Regions from separate parts of the Mus musculus genome. Here region 2 is linked to region 1. A link is a contact called in public Hi-C data. All regions are on one chromosome and are shown on one strand. The core of a region is the stretch at or near the end of the contact, and the rest is flanking DNA. Distances in the headings are between cores, read along the strand shown.

What was found. A called contact is a pair of places that touch in the nucleus more often than the background predicts.
Region 2: a contact with region 1 is called in a Hi-C map of cortical neurons. The contact joins the enhancer-like site here to the promoter of Ptger3 in region 1. A contact is called at or near these places in 15 of 39 promoter capture datasets (the 3T3-L1 cell line, 3T3-L1-derived adipocytes, the C10 cell line and 7 more), 3 of 484 Hi-C or Micro-C datasets (cortical neurons, embryonic stem cells and liver), 1 of 115 datasets of contacts at active chromatin or transcription factors (embryonic forebrain) and 2 of 9 other capture datasets (adipose tissue and pancreatic islet).

What each region holds. Positions count from the first base shown.
Region 1 is chr3:157,563,972-157,568,288 of GRCm38.p6, reverse strand. Ptger3 (prostaglandin E receptor 3 (subtype EP3)) reads right to left here and starts at 1,413. Exons shown (of 4, transcript NM_001359745.2): 1 at 444-1,413. The coding sequence starts at 1,271.
Region 2 is chr3:157,747,653-157,751,762 of GRCm38.p6, reverse strand. No RefSeq gene overlaps it. Among named protein-coding and RNA genes, the nearest start is that of Cth, 180 kb to the left of the region's middle. Within about 2 kb of position 1,297, at least 4 of the 459 cell types and tissues checked have an H3K27ac peak or open chromatin away from gene starts, as enhancers often do. A contact at or near this core is called in 3T3-L1-derived adipocytes and cortical neurons, where this site is marked.

The sequences.
Region 1 (4,317 bases), core at 164-2,663:
CCTCCCTGCAGACAGTAGCTACCTGAGAACCTTTAGTGCTGGCAACAGAAAGACAGTTTGCCAAGAAGGTTAGTTGCTGTGCGGCTGAAGCCATAGGACCTGCCTGGCTCCCAGGTGCCCAAACATCGCAGCGGGATTAGCAGGTTGAGCTAGAGTTGTCATCATACCTCCTCTTATAACGCAAGGGGCAAACATCAGTCTGCACTGGCTTGAGCAGCGTCTACCCACCTCTGTGCCTAGGCTGTTTGCATCTTCACAAGCGCCTGGCAAGTCTGGACCGACTTGACTAGCTCTTGTAAGCTCCGCAAGCGGCTTAGGCTCTTGGCTGGAGGCTGCAACCCGGGGCCGCATGAGCGGCAGGAATTCTGGGTGCTAGTCACTTTCAGAAAGTTTCCCTACATTTACGGCTCCCTACAAACGCCCCCACTCTACCAACTACTTACCAATAGCGGCGACCAACAGACGGACAGCACACACATGATCCCCATGAGCTGGATGGCCGTCTCCGTGGTGATTCTGCCCCACTGGGCGCTGGACTGCGAGACGGCGGCTTTGGCCCGACAGCGGGACACCAGGGCTTTGATGGTCGCCAGGTTGCAGGCAAAGGTCACCACCAGAGCCAGCAAGCCCAAGCAGGCGAAGGCGGAGGCAAAGGCCACGCTGCCCGGCTCGCGCGCAGGGTCTGTCTCGTTGCCCGCCGGCCCGGTGCTGATGAAGCACCACGTGCCCGGCCACTGCACGCTGTAGCGGCCCACGCCCAGCACCGGCAGCAGCGCGAAGGCGAGCACAGACAGCCACACGCCCAGCAGTACCGCGCGCGTGGCGCGAGTCTTCATGTGGCTGGCATACCAGTGCGGCGCACGGATGGCCAGGGCGCGCTCCACGGCCATGGCGCTGGCCACCAGGAGCGAGGATAGCCCGAACACTGTCATGGTTAGCCCGAAGAAGGTGCACAGACGCCCCGATGGGTCGAGCTGCTCCCAGCGTCGCTGTGACAGGTACACGAGGATGACCACCGGGCTGGTCAGGAGCTGCCCCACTAAGTCGGTGAGCGCCAGCCAGCCAATGCACAGCAGGAAAGACTTCTTGCGCTTGCTCTCGCGGCGCCGGTAGCTGCGCGACACGAGCAGCATGGCCAGCGCGTTGCCCACGAAGCCAGTGACCATCATGGTGATGGGAAAGGCCACGGACACGGAGCCGCAGTCGTCGGTAGTACTTGACAGGTTGCTGTGCGCTTCAGCAGAGTGCTCCGGCGCCCACATGCTAGCCATAGTGGCGGGGCCACGGTAGGGCGCACGGGGCCGGAGCCTCCCGGCTCAGCTGCGGGATAGCAGCAGAGTGCACTGGGGGACAGCCGGAGCCCAGGCTCTGCTCTCCATCGCCCGCCGCCTCCCGCGCTAGGCTGCGGGGACTGGACAGGCGCCGCCCGACGCCGCGCGAGGCTCCTCCCGCGCCTTGGAGCTCGAGGGGCGGTGCTGCGAGTAGGCAGGCGAAGGGCGGTGTGGGCTGGGATCACCTGGCGCCGCGCCCCCTAGGTCTGCCTCTCCAGCTCTGGGACTCTGTAAAGTGCTCATCAGCCTTTGGGTTACGTGACACTGGAGAAAAGACGAAATCTGACATGTTAGTAGCTGCGTGAATCGCAATGCTGATTTCTCCTCATGTTTGACTGTCATTGAATTTGTTTTATTTAATATATATATATAAATATATATATGTATATGTATCAATATCATATGTATATACATATGATACTCACATCTGGGAAAGAATAGGGATGAGTTTGTGTTTTAAGTCTTCCTGAAACTATTGCCTTATTTTACTTTGGACTAATTCCAAACTCATATTGGTAAAATACTTTTCTAGGATAATGTCAGTTTAAAAATCCAAAACCAAGTAAGCACACAGGTGAAAGTACATAGCAAATTCACATTTTCACTGAGTGACATTTCAGTATAATGATACATTTAAATTTTAAGAGTATTCTGGAATTCATACATCAAAGAAAATATGCCACCCTTTAGTTAGATCAAAAATTTTATATTTATTAATAACTAACTTGTTTACATTATCATCCCCCTATTTCCCACCCCGCTGTGTGTGTGTGTGTGTGTGTGTGAGAGAGAGAGAGAGAGAGAGAGAGAGAGAGAGAGAGAGAGAGAGAGAGAGAGAGAGAGAGAGAGTCCTTTCGTATTTACATTGAGGTCAGACTTCAACATGGAGTGTCTTCCACTGTGACTCCCGGCCTGGTATGGCCTCACACACCCAAGCCCAACAGCCAGGCTACTTTTACTCAGGTGTTGGGAATCCCAATTCAGGTCTTCCTTTGAGTGGTTAGCATTCTATTCATTAGGTCACTTCCCCCTGCCTAATGCTTACTGAGAAGGTCGACCATAAGAACATGTATTGGCAAAGATAGTTAATCAATCTCTCTCTCTCTCTCCCTCTCTCTCTCTCTCCCTCTCTCTCTCTCTTATTGGATATTTTCATTTACATTTCATGTTATCCCCTTTCCCGCCCCTCCCTGTAACACCCTATCACATCTCTCCCCCTGCTTCTAAGAGGGTGTTCCTCCACCCACCCACCCACTCCCACCTCCCCACCTTTGATTCCCCTACACTGGGGCATCTATCCAACCTTCATAGGACCAAGGACCTCTCCTTCCACTTGATACCATGACAAGACCATCCTCTGCTACATATGCAGCTGGAGCCATGTGTATTCCTTTGTTGACAGCTCTTAACAAAGTTTCAGAAACCCTTCTCTTCTTGAAGCATTTTTTTTTTCCCAGCCAGAGTTACCTACATTTTAGCTGTTCACCCTGCAAATAAGTAACTTTTAGATTCTCCTGGTTGTTTTCCTGTTGGTTCTTTTGCTAGCTGCCAAGAGTTGACTTAGTTCATTTGAAACGACACTCCCCTCTAGTGGCTAAACTGCTAACATGCACTATCTTGTATTAAAGAGAATTTCTTTAAAACATTTTTTTTTTTAATTCTTTAATCCCCCTCCTGGTCTGCCTTCTAACTGTTCCACATCCCATACCTCCTCCTCCCCCCAAAACCCCGGCTCCAAGAGGATGTTCCCCACCCCCCACCCCTCAAGACCTTCCCCACTCCTTGAAACCTGAAGTCTCTTGAGGGTTAGGTGCATCTTCTCTGACTGAACCCAGACCCATCAGTCCTCTGCTGTATGTGTGTTGGGGGCCTCATACCAGCTGGTGTATGCTGCCTGGTTGGTGGCTCAGTGTCTGAGCGATCTCCGGAGTCCAGGTTAGTTGAGACTACTGCTCTTCCTATTGGGTTGCCCTCCTGCTCAGCTTCTCCCAGCTTTTCCCTAATTCAACCACAGGGGTCACCAGCCTCTGTCCATTGGTTAGGTGTAAATATCTGCATCTGAGTCTTTCAGCTGCTGCTTGTTGGGCCTTTCGGAGGGCAGTCATGATAGGTTCCTGTTTGTAAACACTCCATAATATCAGTAATAGTGTCAGGCCTTGAGGCCTCCCCTTGAGCTGGATGCCAATTTGGGCCAGTCACTGGACCTTCTTTATCTTAGGCTCTCCTCCATTTTTGACTCTGCAGGTTTTTTTTTCAGACAGGAACAATTTTGGGTCAGAGTTTTTGACTGTAGGATGGCAACCCCATCCCTTCACTTGATGTCCTGTCTTTCTGCTGGAGGTGGACTCTATAAGCTCCCTCTCCCCACTGTAGGGCATTTCATCTAAGGCCCCTACCTTTGAGTCCTGAGAGTCTCTCATGTCCCAGGTTTCTAATACATTCTAGAGGGTCCCCCCACCTACTACCGCCATAGGTTGACTGTTTCTATTCTTTCTGCTGGCCCTCGGGGCTTCAGTCCAGTGTCACCCCCACCCCACCCCAATACCTGATCATGTTCTCCTCTTTCCCTCCATGTACTTTGAGACTGGGTCTCTCATCTCCTGGAGCTCACAAATTGGGATAGAATGACTAGTCCGTGATCCTCAGGGATAAGGATCCTTGTCCCCCTTGCCCCCATTGCTGGGATTACAAATCTTATCACTAGACTGATCATTTCCACAGGCTTGAGGGAATGAGCTCAGCCCTGTACTTGAATCTCTGATTAACCAATAAACCAGTGGAGGCTGAAATAAAAGGAGCGTATTTTCATTTTTCAAAAACATTAAAGCTTATATTCACCTATCGTCACATTTAAATTCTGCTTTAGAGATTAAATTAATCTCTAGAGATTAATATTAAAATATTAATATTTTAATTTCAATATGCAAATGATTCATCTCATTTGTATCATTTTTTTTAGATTCAACCACATTTTAATATTCAGCTA
Region 2 (4,110 bases), core at 48-2,547, 180 kb before region 1:
ACATGCTCAGAAGGAAGTATGTTTGGAAATTCCTGGTGATGGCAACAGTGCCTTCCAAACTTAGCAACACACTCTCCCTCTGTTTTCTTGTTTTAGTAACTGTACTTTCCTATCTCCCTCTGTCATCCTTCTTCTGAGTCCTACCCTGACCTTGACCCTGACCTTAACCCTAACCCCTGAAGCCTATGAGCTGAGGCTTGGATCCTAAGGGACCCCTCTCAGAGTTTCAGTCAGGTGTTCCTTTCTCTGGCCTTTCTCTCTTTCTCCTGGGGTGGTCTATTAGTATTAGTCAGCTAGGACTTCCCTGACTCCATAGGCTGTATTCTCACTTGATTCAGCTGGTTGTTACTCCATGTTTTACTTTCTGATCTTTAAAAGAAAGTTTTTAGTATTTAAAAAGCTGCTTTCTTTTCTAAATATCCCTCTCAAGACCACCCCTGTAATGTTAAACTAGAACATAAGTCTAATTTAAAATCAAACCCATGCAATGGGCCATTTGTTCTGGGTACGATCTGTACTTTCCCTGAAGGAAATAAACATTATTGTTTTAATGTGTGAGAGGTTACAGGACAAGGCTTAGAAGGGCCTGAGAAGGCATCAGATAGCGTCTTTAACAATGTTATGTCCATGGAATCTGCTTCTCCCTCAAGATTCATGAAGCCGAGAGAGGGTCTGATTCAACACTGTTAAGTTAAAAATTCTCTGTGAGTAAGATGGGGGAGGGATAAACAGCAGCGTGGGGGCATGAAGAACGTTAACTCCCAGAGTAGACAAGTAAATTAGCAAAACAAAGAAAAGATATACCTTTACAACCTAATCTAGGCTTTTGAGTTTGTCTCTAGAAGTAAAAGAAGTGAGTGCCCTCTGCCAGCAGGAGAATGACTGTGGTGGAAAGACCTGAGGTGCAGGGAAGACTGGCTGCAGCAGTGGGGCCTCAGAGCACAGAGAGCCTGTGGGACATGTAGAATTGCTGATTTTGATCCAGTATTGGGATGTGTGTTAGGTCTGAGAGAAAGAGAGAGAGAGAGAGAGAGAGACAGAGACAGAGACAGAGACAGAGACAGAGAGACAGAGAGAGACAGAGAGAGACAGAGAGAGACAGAGAGACAGAGACATAGAGAAAGACAGAGAGAGACAGAACGTGCCAAACAATAAAGGGGTATTTCGGGGTATTCACCCAGAGACTTTCTGCAATGAGTTGGCAGGAGCTTTCTGCAATGAGTTGGCAGGCTGCAGAGCTGGGTGTGGGATCCTTTCCCAGGGAACTAGCGACAGGCAAGGTTGCAGGGTGGTGTCACTGTGCATAGAGTGTAGTGAAAAGCACATAGCAGTCAAGAGTCCCAGTGTTGTTGAGGTAGAGGACTGGGTCTGACAGATTTGGCATCACAATCCACTAGGGACTGAGAGGCAATTCAGAGGAAACTGAAATTCCCCCACAATGGGATCCAGCCAGAGGCCATCAAGATATTATACACCCAGAATTGTCCCCAGGGCTGGAAGACTTCATCGAGCCAAGGACATACACAAACATTAATTGCTCCATCCTAGCAAACATCTCTCTCCTTGGACATTTGAGAGAAAGGATGATTCCCTCGAGAGAGAAATTATAGAAAAACTGTCTAAGAAACAATTCTTTGTTCTTACCGGAGTTAGGAGAAAATGTCCTAGAATTTATCAACTATGTGGGGGTAGTTCAAAATTATAATCATGATGATATGGGTCTGGAAACATACTTCTAAGTGGCTATGGAGGTGTTGTGAGGTTCAGCTGAAGAGGGAAGATCCATTCTAAATGTGAGAGGCAGCACCCCATGGGGTAGAATCCCACACTGGATAAGAAGAGAAATCAAGCAGAGTACCACATTCATATTTCTGCATCCTTTCTGCAGGCACAGTGTGATCAGCTATATTCGCAGCTGTGCCTTCCCCATAGTGATAGACTTGACTAAAGTCAAGTAAACACCTCCTCCTTTAGACTGCTTTTTGTCAAGAGTCTTATCATAGTAACGAGAAAAGTACAGACACGGACGGAGACACACATGTATATACAAACAAAGGGACACATGCACACATGAGCACAAACACACAGAGGCACACATGCACACACACACAAAGGAACACATGCACACGTGAGCACACACATACACAGAGGCACACATGTACACACACACACACACACACACAAAGGAGCACATGCACACATGAGCACAAACACACAGAGGCACACATGCACACACACACAAAGGAACACATGCACACATAAGCACACATGAGCGCACACACACACACACACACACACACACACACACATCCCATAGATAGTGGATGAGGCTTGGCTCATGAAGTTTCAGAAAGGAACAAGGATTTTACCAGAAACTGGCTAGAAGCTATTCATGATATGTTTGAAAAAAAAAATCTGTTTGTATTCTGACCATGTTTTTTGTTTGTTATTTTGTTTCTGTTTTTGTTTTTAATTTTTTTTTCTGTCCATGTTTTGAGACCTTGAGTAATAGGATAATTTGTTTGGTAGGGTAAGTTCAAGATAGAATTCAGGCTACAGCATGGTTACCACCCATTAAAACTGCAGTGGGAGAGAACAGAGAGGGACAGAAAAATAGTGTATGTCCTTCTCTGAACACAAAAGGTGAAAAAGGTATGTGGACGCAGGGATGAATGGAGATAAAAAAGAATATGACCTAACTTTACCCTAGTCATTCACTAATCTCTTAGCAATTTTCTTCCAAAATAAAAGAAGAGGAAAATGGATTTTGCCCCCAGTTTCACACGAGGAATATTTCTCCTACCCACACATTCCTATTTCTGGTTTCCCAGAGGAATGGGCACCAGTAAGGGACTCATCCAGAGACAGGGCCTCTTGGAGCCATGCAGTGGAGTAGTGTCCTTCCTTCCTCCCAGGATGCAGTCAGATTCTTGGCTGCCACTCAAGCATATGTTCTCCAGCTTACATTTGTAACCAGAAAGCAGCATGGGACTTGCAGTTTACATTACCGTGGGGAAACAAAAACAAACAAACAAACACACAAACAAACAAGCAAACCTTATTTCTGACATCATCTCTCAAGATGAAAAGCCAGAGCTTGGGCCTGCCTACAGCATGTAACAGGAATTGACTGTGATTTAATCCTGAGGGTAACAGGGATATCTATCAGGAACAACCCAGTGGAGTGTTTGTTATGCCTCAGTGACCTTTACCACAACACATGTTGCCAGCACCTGGCAGTCATTTGCTAATGAAGCTCAGAAAATGTGAGTTCATCCCATGAGAAATGTAGAACGAAAGAGGATGGTCTCACATATATCCATCCTTCTCCTAGTTGCATGAATGTGCTCATTTCTAAAGATTTGGGGTCATCTATGCCAGGCTTTGTGGGGAGGAACTCATGTGCCAATGAAGTGGAAACCCAAACCTCCTCAAAATCAAACGGAAGAGGCAAATGTCTACTGAGAGAAAGATAAACTCATCAGCAGATCACACCAGAGACTCTGAAGATCAACAGTGTCATCTGGGCTGAGATCCATGGCGCATACAGACTCTGGCATTTATAATCATAATGGAGTCTCAGAAACAAATTAAAGTGTCTAATTACAAATTCCATTTCATAGCCCATGTTAGTTACATTTGTGCTGTTACCAAAATGCCTGACAGAAAATTAACAATGTAAGGTTTAATTTGGCTCAGTTTGGGGGGGGGGGGTAGTTCATCATGGTGGAGAAGACGGGTAGAGTGTCTCTAGCCAAAGCAGTAGAAGCAGCAGAGAACTGACGAGCATGGAGCCCAATAGCCCGGCTCACCAGGCTCACCCTTGTTCACTTCCTTCCAGTCAATTCTGATCTCTTAGGAGCTCCGTAGCCTCAGAGACAGCATTATGACCTGCGACTATAAGCACAAGCCCTTAAAAGGCATCCCATATTCAAACCCTCACATACCCAAAATGTACTAATCTATTTTTTATTTTAAAAGAATTATATTTCTTTATTTTATTTTTATTTTAAATGTATGAGTGCTTTGGTTGCGCTCCTATGTATCTGGTGGCAATGGAGGCCAGAAGGGGACATCACATCCTCTGGAAATGGAGTTACAGATAAATGT